Regions from separate parts of the Ovis aries genome. Here region 2 is linked to region 1. The links are chromatin contacts, called in public Hi-C maps. All regions are on one chromosome and are shown on one strand. Each heading gives the region's core, a stretch centred on a gene start, on an enhancer-like site or on the middle of the called end of the contact. The rest is flanking DNA. Distances are from core to core; before and after follow the strand shown.

Region 1 (2,781 bases), core at 131-2,630:
AGTTACTATTTCCCCTGTCCCCCCAATCTTCCCCTCTTTATTCAGGCAGAAAGAATAACAGATCCCCTTTCCAAAAAAGACAAAAAGAGAAAACACGCCCACTAATTCTCCAGATATGCCAGGAGAAAACGGAGAGGAAATGGACGCTGGAGTCCAACTTCTCTCTCTGTCTCATTAGTTGTTGGGTTTTAGGCATTTATTTGCATGGATCCCTTTGCCCGGCATCTTGGAAACACCACCCGTGTGTTTTGAGAGACTGAGCTCTAGGGGGCAATAGTTCTGGGCAAAGGCCAGCCAAGGGACGCACTGGCTGGCTGCTCTCCCCGCAAAGCACTTTGCCTTCCCGCCTTGTGGCTCTGAGCAGAGTCGGGCCTCACGCACACTGCTCCATCTTGTCCTGTCTCCCTGCCCCCGTCAGATCAGCCTGCAGAAAGTCCCAGCACGCTCGCAAAGGCTCACCTTCTGTTCCACTTAAAGTTTCCTTAGAAATCCACGTCCCCTGGGGCCCTGTTCCCCTGTGGGCTTGTGAAGCTTTGTTTCCCGCCTGCCCTCCTGGAACCAAATACCAGGGAAGTCGTGGGTTTGGGGAGAGAGCGGTGGGGACCCCGCTGGGCCCAGGACACCAGGACGAAGCTGCGGCGCCCCAGAAGCGGCCCGCCCTGCCAACATACACAAACACGAGGTCTAAACTTGACACTGTGTGATTGGGCCCAGAACAATATGTATTCTGAATTCATTTATGTGAATGACTTCGGCGTTTGAGGACCCACTGGGGGAACCTTTATCAAGCTGCATTGGCCTTGTGCAGAAGTCTGTCTTTGTTCTGAGAAGTGGCCTCGAAACACACCCTCTTGAGCTGTCTCCTGGATTGTCATCCCCTCTCCCATTTCAAAAGATGTGCGGATGCAGTCTTGAAATCCTGCCTGCAGGAGAGGCAGACATTGAGAATGAAGGAAATAATCTATGTACTTACTTCTGCTTTTCCTTTTCCCAAACCTCACTGTTTACTTTTTTTTTTAATGTAACCAAGCCATAATTACATTTTACTTGTCGTGGTTCAATCTGATTGTATTGTTGAAGGACTATTTTTGAACCTGTCCAAATAAACTCTGCCAAGTCTCCCCACAAGGATGTAACAGGGCTGGAGCAGCCTTCACCCCGAGTGGCGCTGAGACAGACCATCTCCTGTTGCGTGCTTTCTGATTACAGAAATGTCAAGGGCTGGGAGGGAGAAAGTGGGAATTCTCAGTACCGAAAGGAATGTTAAATTTAGAATCACCAGCTCATCTGGAAGCCATCACCACTCTAAGTGTGCCGCAAGCACCATTTCCCCTTGGACACCACCAGGGGTGATGTCAAGCTTAACAGACCTGGGCAGGAGCGGGGCGAGCGGGGCAAGCAGGGCTCGCCAAGCAGCCTCAGCCTCTTGCAGGGTGAGTGTGAGTCAGGGTGACTGCTAAAGCGGTCAGGCGCCACAGAGGCAGGGCAGGGGGTAGGAAGAGGCGGGGCTTACACGAGGAGAGCGGTAGGGTTCCCAGTCTAAGACCTGGGTCCAAGTTCCTGCTCCACCACTTAGCTGGATGTGACTGGGAGTCGGGGTGGTGGGGGGCGGGGGGCGGGGTTCCTCAATCTCTTAAAACTTCAATTTCCTCTTCAATAAAGAGGAAAAGGTCATCTCTACCTTATAGACACTGGGGGTCAAATGTATACCTAACAGGAGTATCCAAAAGGGGGTGCTGCTATTTGAATCAGAGTGCATGGTGTTACTGGTAGTCAGGGGGCTGTTCTAAAATGCTGCTGCTGCTGCTGCTAAGTCACTTCAGTCATGTCTGACTCTGCAACCCCATAGATGGCAGCCCACCAGGCTCCCCCATCCCTGGGATTCTTCGGGCAAGAACACTGGAGTGGGTTGCCATTTCCTTCTCCAACGCATGAAAGTGAAAAGTGAAAGTGAAGTTGCTCAGTCGTGTCTGACTCCTAGCAATCCCATGGACTGCAGCCTACCAGGCTCCTCTGTCCATGGGATTTTCCAGGCATGAGTACTGGAGTGGGTTGCCATTGCCTTCGGTTCTAGAATGAAAAGGGCATAATCCTTGGGCTCAGGGAGTTGGTTCTTAGAGTGAGGTCTGAGGGAGAGAACAGGTATCTCTGATGAGTTCCTGCTAATAAGGAGGCTGAAAATTGCTGGAAAACAACGCATCTTCATGCACCAGTATCCGTGTCTTCATCGCTCTGCTCCACCGAGACACTCCCGAACAGGAAAAGCCTCCTGAAACTCCACCCGAGCTTCTCAAAGACCAGAGTCACTGAGCACACGGCCTCAGTGCTAGACCAAGAGGCGAAGGAGGGAAAAGGCCACTGAAGAAATTCAGTGGGAACCCAAGGCCTCCAGGAGCTTCTGCTCTGGTAGGAAACAGGACCGCCTTCATCCTGATTCCGCATTCCAGGTAATTGGCTTCAGTTGTGTGATCCTCACTTAAGGGCGCTCAGAGCCAGTAGACATAAGTGAAGGAAGACGATGTCAGGAATCCTGGAGGAATTCAGGAGTGGGTAGAAGCTGAGTCTTTAATAGGGAAGAAACTGGGACTAGAAAAAGGAGCTCATTATCAACTGTCAGTCATCTTTATTCCTGGTCTAGCCAGTCTGAGCCTGGCAGAACGTAATTTGATCACTTCAAACGAATATATAATAATAGTTTGTATTTATTGGGCACCTGCTCTGTGCTAGTCATTATTCTAAGGCTTTCTGTACATTGTGATGCTTACTTTTTACAACAATCCT
Region 2 (2,781 bases), core at 115-2,614, 110 kb before region 1:
CGGGATGGGCTGGCCCGGTAGAGAGGCAGAGAGGGGGTCCCCAGGGAGCTGAGCTTAGCTGTCTGCCCCGACCTTGATTCCTGGGCCAGAGGGGGTGGAGGACACAGCCTGTCTCTGGGGCATCACCATCTGCTGTGGATGACATCGGCCACTCCCACCCTCATGGTCTTCTCTTTGAACCCCTGACTCAGCGAGCCTCAGTCCAAAAAGCAGAACTAGCTATTTTTGCATCAAAAAAAAAAAAGAAAAAAGTCAGGCAATACACTTGCTGAACTCCTTCCTGACCCTGAAACTCTTACTCTTTGCACTTAACCCCTTGTTCTTCCCTTGTTCTCTTTGCTCTCTTCTCAGCTGTTAGATTGCGAGGTGGTGTCACTATTGGTAAAGAACCCGCCTGCCAATGCAGGAGACTTAAGAGACCTGGGTTCAATTCCTGGGTCGGGAAGATCCCCCTGGAGAAGGAAATGGCAACCCACTCCAGTGTTCTTGCCAGGAGAATCCCCATGGACAGAGGAGCCTGGTGGGTTATGATGGAGTTGCAGAGTCAGACATGACTGAAGCGACTTAGCATGCATGTACTCGTATTTGGGGGGCTTCCGTCGGGGCTCAGCGGGTAAAGAACCTGCCTGCCAATGCAGGAGACATGGGTTTTGATCCCTGGATCTGGAAGATTCGCTGGAGAAGGAAATGGAACCCACTCCAGTATTCTTGCCTCGGGAAATCCCATGGACAGAGAAATCTGATGGGCTACAGTCCATGGGGTTGCAAAAGAGTCCGTCCTGACCTACTGGCTAAACACCGCGGCCACCACCCTCATCCTTAGCGAAGATCTTCAGAGGAAAGGGCTGTTCTGTGGTCGTGGAGGCTGGCACACAAAAGGTTCTCCCTAAGAGTCAGCTGATGGCACGTGAATCCAAAACCCCGTGCCTACCCTGATGTGGAGGTTTCTGAAATGATGGCTGTTTGTTTATTCACTTGTTCAACCAATGTTCATTCAGCACCTCCTGAGAAGCCGAACTTCTGCTGGGGACCGGCGCTACAGGGACCAAAAAGACCCCAGGGCTCTGTTCTTATGGAGATGATGCTCTTGTAGACCTCAGTATCTGAGTGGTGAACACAGCTGTCATCACAGAGCCTTCTCTGGCCATTGGATATAAAATCCCCCTTCCCTGTTTTATTCTGCTTCCCAGAACTTAGCATCACAAGGCATAATATATACTTGTTTGTGTGGAGTGGGTTTTTTTTTGGCTGTGCCATGGAGCTGGTGGGAGCTCCCTGAACAGGGATGGAACCCTGCCCCCTCCCGACCACCAGACCAGCCGGGAAGTCCCTACTTGTCTGTTTTGGTCAGCCTTGCACACAAAAAGGAGTGCTCTTTGAGGGCCATTTGTCCATGGCGTTCACTGCTGAGTCCCTATAACGATGGCTAGCACGCAGTAGGCACTCGACATATATATTTCAAATCAGTTTGTTCAATGTACTCTGCAACTCTCTAGAAGACCTTTGCAGCAAAACTCTCCAGGGAGCGCGTTAAGAAGAGCCCCAGGACTTCCCTGGCGGTCTGGTGGTTAAGATTCTGTGCTTTCAAAGCAGGGGGCGTAGGTTCAACTTCCCTCAGTCAGTCGGGAAAAGAAGATCCCACGTGCTGCCCAGCATGGCCAAAAAAAAAAAAAGAAAGAACTCCAGAGGGTCAGCACGACAGATTACGACCATCCAGAGCTTTACGGAGTGCAAAGCAGGGAGGTGCGCTGGGCTGAGCACGAACCCTCATCTCTCAGGGGTCTGGTTTACTCCTTGTAAAGTGGACATAACGTTGCCGGCCTTCGGGGACCATTTGTCCACTGGAAAAGGGAATGGGTGTGAACCGCCCCGCCCCACCCCCCGGGACCTGGCGCTTCACGCTTGAAGGCTGAGCACTGCGGTTTCTTTATTACTGGAGCTTCTCAATTTCATGTGGACTTTATTACTATCATCCCTGTTTTAACCCACAAGGAAAACCCAGCTCACAGGGTCTTAGGAGTTTGCTCACACAGGCTCAGGCAGGACCAGAGCACCCCAGAGGGACAGAACCCCGCGCACAGCGCCTCGCCTGTGGCCGCAGGGCAGCCGGCTCTGGCAGCGTCGCCTCCTGCGCGCCCTCCTCTCTGCTCCTCCGCCTCCGTTTGCCATTCCTCGTTCTCAGTGCGCCACCCCACCCACCGCTGTGGGAAAAGGAGAGCTGTGGAGAGAAGCAAGCCAAAGGGGAAGTTTGTGCAGTTGGTTAGGAAGCGAAAGTCGCTCAGTCGTGTCCGATTCTTTGCAACCCCGTGGACTATGCAGTCCATGGAATTCTCCAGGCCAGAATCCTGGAGTGGGTAACCTGTCTCTTCTCCAGGGGATCTTCCCAACCCACCGATCGAACCCGGGTCTCCCGCGTTGCAGGTGGACTTTTTACCAGCTGTGCTATCAGGGAAGCCTAGTTCGTTAGTAGGTGAAAGGCAAATCCTCCTCGGCCCTCACCTTCCCACCCATTCTGCCGCTTCCCTCGGTGTTCCCCCCGCCCCCATTTCTAAGCTTTAGGATTCCTCTGCCTCCCAGCATCTAAGTTGATGGGGATTCTGGTTCAATCAGGTGGGATGGGCCATGAGACTCATTAGCATAAATCAGGATATTTCTTGCAATTGAGAGGTACTCAGATTAGAAACACTACTAGAAACTCAACTTTCTAAAACTGATTATAATTTTACAGGGACGTCCCTGGCAGCTCAGTGGTTAAGACTCTGTGCTCCCAATGCTGGGGTT

Evidence for each region. A called contact is a pair of places that touch in the nucleus more often than the background predicts.
Region 2: a contact with region 1 is called in a Hi-C map of skin fibroblasts, with 2.2 times the contacts expected there. The contact joins the promoter of CAPZB here to the enhancer-like site in region 1. A contact is called at or near these places in 3 of 16 Hi-C or Micro-C datasets (hypothalamus, skin fibroblasts and tail adipose tissue).

Annotation. Positions count from the first base shown.
Region 1 is chr2:246,766,355-246,769,135 of ARS-UI_Ramb_v3.0, reverse strand. It overlaps NBL1 (NBL1, DAN family BMP antagonist), which reads left to right. Exons shown (of 5, transcript XM_060411486.1): 2 at 1-2,447. Among named protein-coding and RNA genes, the nearest start is that of NBL1, 5.5 kb to the left of the region's middle. Within about 2 kb of position 1,380, at least 5 of the 54 cell types and tissues checked have an H3K27ac peak or open chromatin away from gene starts, as enhancers often do.
Region 2 is chr2:246,876,743-246,879,523 of ARS-UI_Ramb_v3.0, reverse strand. It overlaps CAPZB (capping actin protein of muscle Z-line subunit beta), which reads right to left and starts at 1,364. Exons shown (of 9, transcript XM_027965602.3): 1 at 1-1,364.